2 separate regions of the Sus scrofa genome follow, and region 1 is linked to region 2. Evidence: chromatin contacts called from public Hi-C data. All regions are on one chromosome and are shown on one strand. Each heading gives the region's core, a stretch centred on a gene start, on an enhancer-like site or on the middle of the called end of the contact. The rest is flanking DNA. Distances are from core to core; before and after follow the strand shown. Region 1 holds the start of ZMAT2 (zinc finger matrin-type protein 2). Region 2 holds the start of HNRNPA0 (heterogeneous nuclear ribonucleoprotein A0).

Region 1 (4,268 bases), core at 1,747-4,246, 2.6 Mb before region 2:
GGGCTTGTTGAGAGTCTAGAACAGATTCGCACCTCTTGGACTCCAGAAACATTAAATAAATAGTAAAGGATCCTATGCTGAAGGAACTATAGAATTCCCTTGACATTAAAAAAGAGGCCCAAGAGAAATGACCCTTTCCCCCACCCTATCTCCAATTCCCATCCCAGCCCCAAACTACCTCTGAGCCTTACGTTTCTTTCCATTAATGTGATCCAGGAAGTTGATAGAGTCTTTCACTACACAGTCACAGACATTGCAGTAATACCTAGAAAACAGAAAGAAACAGCACTCGGGTTGGTGGATTGTTGTAAGGATTTTGTCGCTTTTGACCAAGAAACATGTATTTTGAAATCAAAGTTCTTTTTAGAACAAAGAGGCCTCCACACCACAGCATGACAGAGCTAGGAAGCAGACCCTCTAGACCCACTTATACCTCAGATGAATGCAGACCTTTGAGGGCAACTTTGTGAGAAAGCCTGAGCCAGAACCACCTAAGTAAGTCCCAGATTCCTTACCCCCAGATATTGTGAGCTACCTGCTGTTTTACGCTGCTAAGTCTTGGGTTAATGTATTCATTTCTATAGCAGCAGATAACTAACACAAAGAGGAATGACAACAGCGGGTCTACTAAGCAGCTCAGAGAAGTGTCACACATTGCTATCTGTGTGATCCTCCTGCTGGAAAACCTAACTGGACAGAGAAGTAGTGGTGGGCCAAAGGAAGGAGAGTTCCTGTGGGAGCCTTCTTTCTAAAGCTTATAGTCTTGGTCTAATAGCAAGGTGCACAACCAGGAAATCCGTAACAACTACAACCTTTGCAGCTAGTTAGTCCACAACCTTAACCCCCTTTATCCACCATCAACAGCTCCTGGGCTTCATTCTAGCTTCACCTAATTCCTCCCCTAGACATCTCCTCAGTAGACCTTTCCTTCATGTCTTCCTCTGGCAGGAGAACAAACAATTCCCTTTAAGATATTAAGAAGTAGTTATAGTACTAATATAACAAAGCCTACAGAGTGACACCTCGTAGAGACACTATTATGTTAACTTGAGGCCTTGGAGAACAAAGCATGGAATGACAGAAAACAAGGTTATTATTCTGGGGCCAAGTATCCTGCTCAACACTTCCTGAAACCAACCTAGTTTTATGTGACTTACTCCTGGATGCAGAGATAAATGAAAAGCCACTTACCCTCCCATCTCAGACTGTGGGGTAGTCTTGGTAATGACAATTGTCTTCCCGAGCTTGGATTCCAGGTCCACCTTGTAATCTCTATGCCGGAGAAGCTCTCGCTTGACTGGCTGCACGGGCTTTCCTGGAATATAATGGGGAAGGAAGTCGCTTCATTATCAGAGATCCTTAGCCAGAAAGGAAAAGAAATGCATAAAATGCAAAATCCAGAAGTCTACCTTCATTTCTTTTTTGAAACCTGAAGCAAGGGACAAAAGAGTCCCTTCTAGCAGTAGCTACAGAGAATTTCAACACAGCAAAAATGATAAGCAATCCTTAACTCCCTACATCTTTTCTCCACTTTAAAGCCAACAAGTCTATGGCGTTCCCATCCTGGCTCAGCGGAAATGAATCTGACTAGTATCCATGAGGACGTAGGTTTGATCCCTGGCCTCAGTGGGTTAAGAATCCGGTGTTGCTGTGAGCTGTGGTGTAGGCCAGCAGCTATGGCTCGGACTCGACCCCTAGACTGGGAACCTTCATATGCTGCGAATGCTGCTAAAAAGACAAAAAAGAAAAGAAAAGCAAGACCACTCATTTAGTGTTTTCAGACAGATACCCCATGTGTAACACGGCAATCTTCTGAGAGCTGGGGAAGTTTTTTAAAGAAGAACTATTATCTAGGAAATATCTGCTATATGCCAAGTACTATTGCATGAGTTACATAAAAACCAAAAGTGCTGGAGTATGCAAGTAAAGCAAAAGAAAGTACAAGTCTGAAAACAGAAAAGAAAATAAGACCAACTCCCTGACAAAATGTAAGGCACAGAGAACAGCCGTAAGCACTAGATGAAACAATCAATCCCACGTTCCCCAGGTTAAGAATCCGGTGTTAAGAATCCCACGTTCAATAGCAGCAATACACAGCAGCAAAAACACTCCACTTAACTTCTTCTGAGGATCACTACTGAGGATTCCACTGTCTTCCCTGTACTTGAGGAAAGCACTAAATGAGCCAAGCAAAGGAAGGGCAAGGAAGCAGGGAACCGCAGAGCCGGAAAGCACCTCCAAACCATTTCAGTTCATCTCCTCACGCCTATCTTACTTTTCTACCTGAGGAGCCAGGGAGGCACTATTCTGCCGGAGGTTACACAGGAAAGGGGGCAGCGCGTTTCAACCCCCCACCGACTCGCTAACCATTGCTTCGCATCTGCAGTACACTTAGCACTTGATGGAACAGGCACCCACCATCCTTCTTTTCTCTCTCTTCTGTGAGCCTCTTCTCCGCAAGCTTCTCATATTCATCTTTGTCCCACTTTCGGCGAAAGTCCAAGTTTTTTGCCTGTGGGGGAAAAGGGGCTGAAGATTCGTCGCTAATCGTGTCCGACCCCTGGACAAACAGAAGAAACCGCTCCCCAGCCGCTAAGGCGGCCCCGGGACCTGGGAAGAGCGAAGCCTCTCCGGACAGCACCGGGAGGCTGAGGTTGCCTCAGGACCCCAACCCGAGACCTTCCCGCTTCCGATGACCCTGCGCCAGGGCCTTACGGGGGAGCTCTCAAACCAAGGCGGTTAGATCGCCAGGAGGTGTCGGGAAGCCAGGCGGGTGCGGGGTATTCAGCGCCGAAAAGCCGCCCCGCACCCCCCATCCCAAGCCTCCTCACACACAACACCTACCCCGCTACCCGACGCCATCTTCACAGCGAAGTGAATGGAAAGCCGGAAAATGCCGTAAAAAGCGGCCTTGCGCCGTAAGGCAAGCCCGCCCTCCAATAAGCTTAGAGTCTCGTGTTCTAAACGAGCTAAGGACTGGAGGATTTCTAAAACAAGATCGTCGGCCCCGCCCCTGCTCCAAGGAAATGGCGCATGCGCAAGGGGAGTATGAAGCAACGCGGAAGTAAGGGCGCCTGCGAGGGTTTTTCACCCTGGCTTTAAAAACAAGCACAGATTCAACCCTTCCATTTTACGTAAGAGGAAAATGAAGTTCAGATCAGCGCCCTCCGGTCTAGTCTAACCAACCTGCGTGCACTGCCAAGAGTTTCCAAACCTTCTTAAGGCTGAAGTTCTGTTATCAGGGGCTCTAGATGCCTCTTTACCTGTGTGCACTGAAGATAGGGCCCCAGAGCTCCTAAGAGTTTGCACAGGCTGTAGTCTTCCTAATGCACAAACTGAAAGCGCTGTTTGCATTTTGTCTCTTTATCTTGAAGCAATGCTATCACCCCTTGGTTAACTCATTTTTCCTTCAACTGAGAAACATCACAATTATTCAATCTACAGGGCACAATTTAATCAACACGATCGGACCTGGGAAGGCCAGTCATCAGCAACACTCTAGGGTGAAGAACTCTAGCAAATGTCACACTACACACTGACTTAGTGAGGTGACTGTATCTCACAGCTGCGGGGAGGAGGAAGCATGGCTGTTCCCTTCACCAAAAATAAAACATCACCCCAGGGACGTTCCTCTTAGCTCACTGCATCCTCCAGTGTGCACTCAAGCGTTTTCTATGGCCTATGCAAACAAATCCCTCGATAACAAATTACCCAAGCTTCTAGATTTAATATTTTATTTAATATATTATACAACCACTTCTAGAACAGCCACCTCCACGGCAGGACATGGACTAGTTAGAGCAGGCATAGGTAATGGTCTCCAAAGTCTCAAAAGATCAGATCTCCATCTTGTCAGGTCGCCTATTAAATTCAACATTCAAGATTATTAAACAGACGGCCTCACCCTGATTAACACTGGGTAGGCTAGAGAGACGTCATATTAATATGGGCACTGCTGGGCCCTTGGGCTAGCATCTCTGTCCTCAAACAAAACAGAGAGCAGTCATTGCCCCTTCTTGCTGTTTACCAAAAACTCCCTGGACAGGCCAAGACCACACAGTGGTCAAACTGCCCAGAATTTGGTTCAGAAGCGAAGAGTGGAAGGCTAAGACATGACTTCTGATCTCAGTGGTTCAGAATCGTCTCAACCTGAGGTGACTTTCCCAGAGACTTGTTCACAGCAACCATCTTATTAGCACATGTTGGCAGCGTTCAACGGCACTGCAAGTCTGCCATCTGCCTCTGCAGTTAGAGCATGTCTCTGTCAC
Region 2 (4,305 bases), core at 300-2,799:
TTATTTTTTTCAGTGACACTTACCAATATCTAACATGCTGTATATAATTCTTATTTACTGTCAGCTTCTCCCCACAAGAATGTAAGCTCCCCGAGGAGAGATTTTTGCCTGTTGTTTACTACAGTATTCCCATCATTCGGTATTTATTGGATAAATTGAGCACTTACTATGTGTCAGGCATTATGCTTTGCATTACATGCAGAATCCCATTTAAATTTTACCATACTGGCTAGGTGTTTTATGTTCTGATTTTGAGATATTAAAACTCAATTTAATTTTTAAAAGGTTAGGTGACTTGGCCAAAGTCACACAACTCAGTGGTTAATAGGTGGTAGAACCAGGCTATAGTTTGCCCTCAGACTTTGCAGCCTATCTATATGCCTTTAATAATATTCATATTCTTTAAATTTCAAGACATTCCCTAATATCAAGACCCTCAGCCTATCTTACTTTTCTATCAGAAACCTGATCCAGTTAAACTGCCCCTGGGAGCATATGTATCTTATAACTTTCCTCCAGATTTTGTTGAGATAAACTCCCTATAGAAATCTTATCCAGCCCTTCACTCTGTGATCCAGTGCAACTTGTACCTCTTTTAACAAATCATTCCTGAATACATCCCTTTCCAGGATACAGTAAGGAATTCCTGTTCTTATTAGCCACATGGTTTGGGGTTCTTGATCATATAATTAGTCTTACACTGTGTCCCACTGCTCGTATCTTGTTGGCACACTAAAGGGTCAATAAATGGGAGCCATTCTAACTTTCTTGCATTCCCATCTGAGCCCTGAAGGCAGTTTTCCAGGGTGCATACTTTTACGCAGTGTGCATGTGTTTCTCCCTCCGCTCCCAGTCCCACTGAAAACGTCTTTAAAATGCTAACGATTCAGTTGGGAAGGAAGCACGCAGAGAAGACGTAAACATTAAGATGATGTGTACACTGGGCTAAAATGAACATGTCCGCTGACGGAGGAGTGCGTGAAGGTAGGCTGAGGGGCGTCGCGGGACGGCCTCACGGAGGGCCTCAGGGTGGCGGGGGTCTCGCGCTGCGCCTCGGTAGGAAAGTCTGAAGTGTTTTCGGCCTGCCGCTGTCCTCGGCCTCGGGCTCGCCTTCCCGCAGGGCCACGTGCCAGTGTTTTAGTCTCATCGCGCCTGGGGCCCCTAGAAACGGTTAATAACCGCCTTCCCCAACTAGGCCTCTCCCCTCCATCTTTGTGCGGACGGGAGGGGCGAGGACGCCAGGTGTAGCGGCCAGGCGAAATCGGGCGGGTAAAACCAGGCCCCCAACCCCAACAGTCAAGTTTTCAAAAAGCCCGCGCGTGCCGCCCCAGGTGGCATCCGTTGGGAACAGCCCCCAGCGCGTCCCCGATCAACCCTCCCGCCCCCCACCCGCCGTGGCAGGTCCAAGGCGGGAGGAGGCGTGGGGGTTGCAAGCAAACTCCGCACACGGGGAGCGCGGGGGCCAGCGCGCATTGGGGAGCGCGCCCATCCGGCGGCTGCCGAAAACGGAAGTGAGTGCGAGCGGGTCGCGGTGATTGGCTGAACCGACACGTCTCTCAAGGGGCTGGCGCGAACGCCACTGCGGAGTTGGGCGAGGGGATACGGCAAGGGGAGGGGGAAAAATCACTGGGAACAGCCGCGGAGCAGGGAACGAATGAATCACGGACGTTCGCGAAGGGCAGCGAGAGTCCGTAGTCAGGGCGCACTGGGGATCCCGAGAGTGAAAGCGGGAGGTAGAGGCGGCGGCGGCAGCAGCACAGGCCGAGGGCTTGAATAGACCGCGGAGGGCGGGGAGTCAGTGATCAAGAGCGGCGCTGCGGTACGGTAGGCGGGACTAATGAGTGCGAGGCGGGGATTGGCGAGCAGCCCTGGGCTGCCGTACGTCGGCGGTGACGCACGCCTCGGGGAGGGTGCGCGCGCGTTCAGCGGCCTCTTTGTGTGGTGCCCAGATAGGGGAGCGGAGGTAGTGGCGGCGGTAGCGGCGGTCTCGGTTGTCTTCCAGTCTCCTCCGCTCGCCCTCTAACCGGCACCTCTCCCCTTCCCTCCCCCTTCCTCTCTTCCTCTTTCCCTTCCCTCCCCTTCTTCCCTTCCCCGTCGGTGGCCGGCGGGGGCGGCTCCAGCAACGGCTGGGCCCAAGCTGTGAAGAGGCCTTAGCCAACGATAACGGCGACGGCGAAACCTCGGAGCTCGCAGGGCGGGGGGAAGGCCCGGGCCGTGGAGATGGAGAATTCCCAGTTGTGTAAGCTGTTCATAGGCGGCCTCAACGTGCAGACGAGTGAGTCGGGCCTGCGCGGCCACTTTGAGGCCTTTGGGACCCTGACAGACTGCGTGGTGGTGGTGAACCCCCAGACCAAGCGCTCCCGTTGCTTCGGCTTCGTGACCTACTCCAATGTGGAGGAGGCCGATGCCGCCATGGCTGCCTCGCCCCATGCCGTGGACGGCAACACGGTGGAGCTGAAGCGGGCGGTGTCCCGGGAGGATTCGGCGCGGCCCGGTGCTCACGCCAAGGTGAAGAAGCTCTTTGTCGGGGGCCTTAAGGGAGACGTGGCCGAGGGCGACCTGATCGAGCACTTCTCGCAGTTTGGCACCGTGGAAAAGGCCGAGATTATTGCCGACAAGCAGTCGGGCAAGAAGCGGGGCTTCGGCTTCGTCTATTTTCAGAATCACGACGCGGCAGATAAGGCCGCGGTGGTGAAGTTCCATCCGATCCAGGGCCATCGCGTGGAGGTGAAAAAGGCTGTCCCCAAGGAGGATATCCACTCCGGTGGGGGCGGAGGCGGCTCGCGGTCCTCGCGGGGCGGCCGTGGCGGCCGGGGTCGCGGCGGCGGTCGTGACCAGAACGGCCTGTCTAAGGGCGGTGGCGGCGGTTACAACAGCTACGGGGGTTACGGCGGCGGCGGCGGCTACAACGCCTACGGAGGCGGCGGCGGCGGCTCGTCCTACGGTGGAAGCGACTACGGTAACGGCTTCGGCGGCTTCGGCAGCTACAGCCAGCACCAGTCCTCCTATGGGCCCATGAAGAGCGGCGGCGGCGGCGGCGGAGGCAGCAGCTGGGGCGGTCGCAGTAACAGTGGACCTTACAGAGGCGGCTATGGCGGTGGGGGTGGCTATGGAGGCAGCTCCTTCTAAAAAATTTTAAACGTGTGGGAGTGGATATGGGGGTAGCTCTTTCAACCACCCAAGTAGGGTCAACTCCTAAGTTCCTTCCCCTCCCAGCACCTTCCTTATTTTGCCCTTGGTGGGGAGCCACTCGTATGGCTGCTTACCCGTGGGGGTGTTGCCCTATTTGCCTGCCACCTCTCGTCTCTCCCTTTGAAGATGGACTTGGCCCCACATACACATTTTTGTGTTACAGTCATTGATGGACTCTATTTTTTTATTATTACTTGGACCTTGGTCGTTTTTATACTAGCAAAATGTCTTGTTTTAATTTGTGTTTTTTTGGGGGGGAGGGAGTGAACTTGCTGATTCTGTAGCAAAACCTGGGCGGGGGTTGGGGGGGTAGTTTACTTTGTTGTAAGGACTTGATACCTGGCTACAGCGTTTTCTATGAAATCTACTTGGATCCCATGCCCGAAATTTGGAAGCATATGTACAAAAATCATTTTTACGTTTTATTTTTAATAAATCATTGTGTTTGACCGTACATGTCTAACATTTTTTTCCTAGGATCCATTCCGTACCGTTTTAAGGGATGTTGAAAATTTTTCGTGTTAATTCTTAATTCTTGATGTGTACTTAGAGAAACTTTTAAAAGGTCCTGTGGGTTTTTTTTCCTTCCTGTTACACTGCTAGTGACGTGTTGAATTTTATCCCTTACAGGCAAAACTTTTGAAGTGGTGGATGTGGCTTTTTAAAATCTTTAAAGTTTCTCTGCATCCATCTCTTGTACTAAGCGATTTGCTTATCATCTTGACATGGTTGGTTACTTCTTTCTATGAGAATTTACTTCAAAGTATGTACTGTGTAGTTCTAAATAGTTTGTGTTAAGCATGTGTTTTCATTCATATAAACTGTTGAGAATTTTCAGATGGCCTAGATTCATCCCTTTTACTGGTTTGTCTGTAATGAATGGTTACAAATAAGGGTTCTATTTTACCCTCAACTAAATGCATTTTTGTATTTTCAGAGCAGGTTTAAATGTTTTTTTTTTTCCTATAGCTGAAATGTCCTCATGGAAATCCTTCCCCCAACCTTTGTAGCACCATCTACTGGCAGAATGGCAGTATATCTGCAAAACAATTTGTTTAAAAACTTGTTTAACAAGGACAGTTGCATCAGATTTAGAAGTTTTGCCATCGAAGA

The links. A called contact is a pair of places that touch in the nucleus more often than the background predicts.
Region 1: a Hi-C map of liver shows a contact between it and region 2, with 11 times the contacts expected there. The contact joins the promoter of ZMAT2 here to the promoter of HNRNPA0 in region 2. A contact is called at or near these places in 1 of 5 promoter capture datasets (fetal liver) and 1 of 47 Hi-C or Micro-C datasets (liver).

Annotation. Positions count from the first base shown.
Region 1 is chr2:142,409,698-142,413,965 of Sscrofa11.1, reverse strand. ZMAT2 (zinc finger matrin-type protein 2) reads right to left here and starts at 2,996. Exons shown (of 6, transcript XM_003354316.4): 1 at 2,845-2,996; 2 at 2,419-2,512; 3 at 1,192-1,315; 4 at 192-265. The coding sequence starts at 2,862. LOC100521256 (probable histidine--tRNA ligase, mitochondrial) reads right to left here. Exons shown (of 12, transcript XM_013995242.2): 12 at 3,713-4,268.
Region 2 is chr2:139,780,260-139,784,564 of Sscrofa11.1, reverse strand. HNRNPA0 (heterogeneous nuclear ribonucleoprotein A0) reads left to right here and starts at 1,549. Exons shown (of 1, transcript XM_003123970.5): 1 at 1,549-4,305. The coding sequence starts at 2,221. The coding sequence ends at 3,129. All of the region lies in intron 1 of KLHL3 (kelch-like protein 3), which reads left to right.